Regions from separate parts of the Sus scrofa genome. Here region 1 is linked to region 2. A link is a contact called in public HiChIP or PLAC-seq data. All regions are on one chromosome and are shown on one strand. Each heading gives the region's core, a stretch centred on a gene start, on an enhancer-like site or on the middle of the called end of the contact. The rest is flanking DNA. Distances are from core to core; before and after follow the strand shown. Region 1 overlaps PHF20 (PHD finger protein 20). Region 2 overlaps CEP250 (centrosome-associated protein CEP250).

The links. HiChIP or PLAC-seq counts read pairs in DNA pulled down with a chosen protein or histone mark.
Region 1: an H3K27ac HiChIP or PLAC-seq map of skeletal muscle shows a contact between it and region 2, with 3 times the contacts expected there. The contact joins two enhancer-like sites. A contact is called at or near these places in 3 of 47 Hi-C or Micro-C datasets (embryonic fibroblasts, heart right ventricle and retroperitoneal adipose tissue) and 1 of 2 datasets of contacts at active chromatin or transcription factors (skeletal muscle).

What each region holds. Positions count from the first base shown.
Region 1 is chr17:39,186,139-39,189,244 of Sscrofa11.1, reverse strand. The region is part of intron 9 of PHF20 (PHD finger protein 20); the gene reads right to left. Among named protein-coding and RNA genes, the nearest start is that of CNBD2, 58 kb to the left of the region's middle. Within about 2 kb of position 1,329, at least 2 of the 83 cell types and tissues checked have an H3K27ac peak or open chromatin away from gene starts, as enhancers often do. A contact at or near this core is called in skeletal muscle, where this site is marked.
Region 2 is chr17:38,849,726-38,852,803 of Sscrofa11.1, reverse strand. It overlaps CEP250 (centrosome-associated protein CEP250), which reads right to left. Exons shown (of 34, transcript XM_013985307.2): 24 at 2,803-2,941; 25 at 1,152-1,494; 26 at 1-105. Among named protein-coding and RNA genes, the nearest start is that of C17H20orf173, 26 kb to the left of the region's middle. Within about 2 kb of position 1,278, at least 11 of the 83 cell types and tissues checked have an H3K27ac peak or open chromatin away from gene starts, as enhancers often do. A contact at or near this core is called in skeletal muscle, where this site is marked.

The sequences.
Region 1 (3,106 bases), core at 80-2,579, 340 kb before region 2:
AATATTTGCGAATAGTTACGGGTATTACCATTTAAATACTCTGTGCTCTCCCTCATGTTTAACAGATTTTCATTTGCAAGAACTGAGGCAAAGCACAGAGCTCTGTCCTAGGTTACCAGACTTAAAATCTCAAGTCACTCTTTGCTCTTGCCTCTCCAAAATTACTACTATACCTTAGTATATGAGAGGAAAAATGGTCCACAGAATCTGAATTTGCTATTTTTCTTGGCCACATCTACAACATGAGGAAGTTCTTGAGCCCAGGATAAAACTCCTGACCTGAGCCACCGCAGTGATTCTTAACCAGCTGCACCACAGGAAAACTCCCTTGAATTTGCTTTTAATAATGGTGTTTGGTATAACACTAAGGAATGCTTGTGGGGGTTTTTTGGTGGGGGGGTAGAAATAGACTATAAAATGTCTCCTAATAATCCCTGCTTCCTGGTACCCACATCCATGTGTAATCCCCTCCCCTTGAGTGTGGGCAGGACCTATAACATGCCTCTAATAGAACAGACAAAGATGAGAGGGTGTCCCTTTCATGATTATTAAGATTGTAGCATCCATCTCACTTGCTGGCTGGATGAAACAAGCTGCTATGTTGTGAGCTACTCAGATGCATGTGGCATGGAACTGAGAGTGCCCACAAAAAAGCTGGCCCTCAGTCTGACAACCTGCAAAAAATTGAATGCTACCAACAACCTGTGAGACTGGAAGCATATCCTTCCACAGTAGAGTTTTCAGATAAGACTACAGCCCTGGTCAACCCCTTGATGGCAGCCTTGCAGAGAAGCCTGTTAAGCTGTGCTTGAACAGTTAACCCACAAAAACTGTGAGAAAGTAAATATGTTGTTTTAAGCTATGTTTGTGAATACTGTCACATAGCAAGTGAGTAGAATCAGAAGCCCACTTGTTTTCTATTTGTTTGGGTAATGCTTTATACTTTTCCTTTTACAATAAGCACTTATTACTTTCTTACTTAAAAAAAAAAAGTTTTTAAACAATGTTTTCTAAAGCTTGGCCTAGAAATAATGTTCCATATAGCTGGGGTTTTTGTATGTCCATTGCCTGTACCTCAAAACCTCAGAGTCGGATGACTATGATGATGGTATTCATCCTGGCTAGCAATACTCAGTCTGGTATTCTAAGCCCATGTCATTCTGAGCACCATATTACCTTCCAAACTCATCTCCTATTAATTAATCCAAAATGGGCCTCAGCAGCTGCCCCGGCCAATTCCTGGCCCCAGGAATAGCTTCTTCACACTCTCATAGCTTGCACCTCTGCTAATGGTGTGCCCTCTCCCTGCCATTCCTACCCACCTGAGCCAAGTCTTTACTGCCACCCAGACTTAGCTCGTTCCAAATGCATGAAGGCGTCCAGATGGCCCTGGCTTGCAGGCACCACATGCTATCAACACCTGGCACAAACAACAATTTGCTGCACCCTATCTTTAGCACTGCAGAGCTGCTCCTGGATCTTGCTATCTGTCACTTCTCCAGCCAGAGGATAAGGCTCATTGTCCTGTGTTCCCTCAGAACCAACCCCTAATACAGCTGGTATTCTTGTCAATGAGGATACCACATGACCCCTATAGTTTAATACTTTTTTGACATGTACTTCAAATACTATGAATAAAACATTTTCCAGGTCTATGAAGGAAAAACTTTCTCAGCTATGAAGCATCAAAAAGCAACCAAAGAGAAACATGAACAAATTTAAATATTCACAGCAAATCCAGTCAAATGCTTAGAATTAAAAAAAAAACAAAGTGTCCATAAACAGAGGGATAGTAAATTATGAGAAGTCTACACTATATAATTCTAACAAGCCATTTAAAAGAATGAAGTAGCTCTGTACTTACTGATATGGATCATGTCAAGATACATTATCAAGTCAGAAAAGGAAGTTGATCAGTACATATTCTATGACCCCACATATGGTTACACATGGGAAAAAACGTATTATAAAAATGCCCAGAGGCGTTCCCATTGTGGCACAGCAGAAACGAATCCGACCAGGAACCATGGGGTGGCAGGTTCGATCCCTGGCCTTGATCAGTGGGTTAAGGATCCAGCGTTGCTGTGAGCTGTGGTGTAGGTCGCAGACGCAGCTCAGATCCCAAGTTGACATGGCTGTGGCGTAGGCCAGCGGCTACAGCTCCGATTGAACCCCTAGCCTGGGAACCTCCATATGCCGTGGGTGCAGCCCTGAAAAGACAAAAAAAAAAAAAAAAAAAAAAAAAGCACAGAAAGGAAACCATAAGGATAGATATCAAACTGTTGGCAGCTCTAGTGAGGAGCTCAAGCTAGGAAAGCAGGTAGTAAAGAGGAACTTTCACATTTTCTCTGTATGCCCCAGGAGCCATGAGCACACCTAGCACTCAGCTCTTGGTTCCTCACTACAGTTCTCCATGTAAAGTGGAGAAAGGGCTTCTTACAGAAAAGACTGAATCCAAGATTGGATAAGAACAATATAAGCTTGGAACATCTTGTTATGCCACAAAGTAAAGATGACAAAGGAACCAGTTTGAAGGGCTCCCACTGGCCAAATGTGGGACAATAATTGATTAAAATAAATAATGATAGAGACAGACTGTAACCCAGAGAACAAAAGAATCCATCAGTCCATGTGGATATAAAAAGAAAGAAAAGGAGTTCCCTACTGGCCTAGCGGTTAAGGATTTGGCATTATTAATAACTCAGGTTTGATCCCAGGCCCCAGAATGGAAGAAGCAGGGAGGAAGTCAGGACAGGCAGGCTCTTCCTTACAATAGAATACAAACTAACAAGTGTAGAAGAAAAGATGAGAGTTAGAAATAACCGTTTGGCAGGCATCAAAGTAAAATTTTTATCAGGAGGAATTCCCATCATGACTCAGTCTTTAACAAATCCAACTAGTAACCATTGGGTGGCAATCCCTGGCCTCGCTCTAGTTGGTTAAGGATCTGGCATTGCCATGAGCTGCAGTGTAGGTTATAGACATAGCTTGGATCTGGCATTGCTTCGGCTGTGGCATAGGCCAGTGGCTACAGCTCTGATTAGATCCCTAGCCTGGGAACCTCCATATGCCACAGGTATGGCCCTAAAAAGACCCCCCCCCTCCG
Region 2 (3,078 bases), core at 29-2,528:
TCCACAGGTCTTGGTTAAGCTTGTGAAGGGCAGAGGCCACCGCCTCAGCCGAGAGAGCTGTCAGGAGGGGCCCTCTCTTGAAAAGGGTCCTAGCTCCATTCTGGTCTGAAAAAGTGAGAAAGACACCCCCTGACTTGGCTGCACTATGAGAAGAAGCAGCCACACTTCCCAGACATGGCCTTGACTTTCCCACCCATCCCTCCTCTCCTCAAAGAACCACCCTCAGCAGTTCATTCATCATGCACTGTCTGTATACCTAAGTGCTGGGTACTGTGATGGGAATGAGATAATGCCAGCTATCATTTAATAGGCACTTAATAAGTGCCAGGAATTGTGGGAGTGATTTTATTTCTGTCATCTCATAGAAAAATCCCAAGAGGAAAGTACTTTTTTTTTTTCTTTTTAGGGCCACACCTGCACCATATGGAAGTTCTCGGGCTAGGGGTAGAATTGGAGCTGCAGCTGCTGGCCTATCCTACAGCTACAGCAATGCCAGATCCAAGCCACATCTGTGACCTACGCTGCAGCTTGTGGCAATGCCACATCCTCAACCCGCTGAGTGAGGCCAGGGATCAAACCTGCATCTACGTGGATACTAGTCAGGTTCCTAACCTCTTGAGCCACAAGAGGAACTCCCAAGGAAAGTACCTTTTACATCCTCATTTTAATTTTTTTTGTCTTTTTATGGCCACATCCGCAGCATATGGAGGTTCCCAGGCTAGGGGTCAAACTGGAGCTGCATCTGCCGGCCTGTACCATAGCCACAGCAACACCAGATCCGAGCCACATCTTCGACCTACACCACAGCTTATGGCAATGCTGGATCCTTAACCCACTGACCGAGGCCAGGTATCGAACCTGTGTCCTCATGGATATCAGTCATATTTGTTTCCGCTGAGCCATGATAGGAACTCCTACATCCTCATTTTATAGTTGAGAAAATCAAGCTCAGAGAGGAGAGGTGACTTGTGCAAGGATATACATCTAACAAATGGCAGAGCTTGGGTTCAAACTCTGATTGAATTAATTTCAGAGTCTGTGGCCTTAGCCTTGATGCAGTCTTGCCTAAGGAACTGCATTCCCTTTGCTTTTCCCTTGGGAGATAGTCCTGGCTTTGACAAAAGGACAGGGTTCCTGGGTGGCTGCCTCACCTGGCTCAGGGCCCCAGAGGGAGGGAGCAGAGTCTCCCCCGCCACTCAGCTCAGGCCTGCTCTCACAAACAGACCCCAGGGCCTGCTGCAGGACAGCACAAAGGCTGGCCAGCTGGGCCTGGGCCTGGTGCCCAGGCTGCTGCTCTGCCAGCAGCACCTCCAGCTGGCTCTCTGTGCTGCGCAGTCGCAGCTGTAGTTGTGCGGCCTTGGCTTCCTGGGCCCACAAGGAAGCTCGTAGCTGCTGCTCTGTTACTTGAGATGCCTCCAGCTCTTCCAGCAGCCGCGCTTCCTGGGCCAGAAAGTCAGTCTCCTTTGCCTTCACCTCCTGCTTCAGTAATTCCACCTGCCAGGGAGGAAGTGTGGTCACTCTGGGCAGGGAATGGACACCCTCTCCTCAGACCCTCCTAGGCCTGACGCCATTCAGTCTTGGGGGCTAGGTGGATTTAAGTAGGCTCAGCTCTCCAGCAGGTAGGGAGGCCTCTGGAACAAGTATTACCCTGGATTTGACCTGCACACTGACCTACTGACTCTTAACATATGGGCCTGGGCTATTCAAATGGGCTCTGGCCCTGGTCCCCCTGGCAACAATGCCAGCTCCCTGCCATGATTAGAACTCTGCCTAACTGGGAGTCTGAGGTTAGTAGATGCAAACTATTTTATTTAAAATGGGTAAGCAATGACGTCCTGACACATAGCACGGGGAATTACATCCAGAAATTAACAGAACATTGTAAATCAGCTATAATAAAAATTTTTAATTAAAAAAAGAACTCTCTAGTGCTTGTTAATTATTAATAAACTGATTATAGGCATTAAAAAAAAAGAACTCTGTCTGAAACCCTGATACTGAGCCTAATAAGACCGGTCATGATAATAATGACCACCATTTTTTGAATGCTTTTACTGTTCCTGACACTTTATATATTCCTATTAAGAACGATCATCTCACTAGGAACTATGTCTGGTCACTTACGATGGAGCATGATAATGTAAGAAAAAGAATGTATACATGTATGTGTAACTGGGTCACCTTGCTGTGCAGTAGAAAATTGACACAACACTGTAAACCAGCTATAATGGAAGAAATAAAAATCACTGTAAATGAAAAAAAGAACAATCATCCTTGTTTTATGGATGAATAAAGGGATGTCTGCACAACCAGTAAGCAGTAGAGCTGGGAGTCATACTCAGCACTGTCTAACAACCAGACCTGGGTCCTCATCTACCGCAGTCTACTGTCCAGCTCTTACTGTCTCACTCTCAGCCCTGCCGGCCACTCCCTGCCCAGGTCCATCATTCCCCTCTACACAGGTCTGGGCTCCTGCTGTCAGCTGACCAAGCCCCGGAAAGTCCTCTTGCCACCACCACCAACCTGATCTGAAATAACACTTGTTCCCCCTGCTGTGTCTTGCCATTAGACCAGGCACACTTGGCAGTGGCTCTGCTTGAACCAGGCCTGCGTGAGCTCTGCCCCTCTGGGCTTTAGACTCTGAGCCGTTGGGCTCCCTACAGGGGCTGTTCTCAACTCTGAATCAGGTTCCCAAGCTCCACCCCGCCCCATCCTGGCTTCTCTCCCACCTGCTGGGTCTGCTGACATCCCAGCCTGACTTCCATCACCAAGGAAGAGGACGAATAGTGGGGAGGGAAATACCTGGGCGCTGAGCTCTTTCTGCCCTGCCTGGGCCTCCTGCATGTCCTGGCGCAGGGAGCTCAGCTCTTGTTGTCGAATGGAGTCGGCCTCTTGTAAACCAAGGAGTCTCTGTTCCTTTTCCACCAGCAACAGAGTCAGGCTAAAAAGAGAGGGCTCAGAGGGCTAGGCCATTCTCTCAGGGAAAGAACGGCCTCTCATCTGACTGCTCCAACATAGCATTCATAATTAAAATAGAAACAGTAATGATGATGATTACAATGTAACAATGAAAGCCGC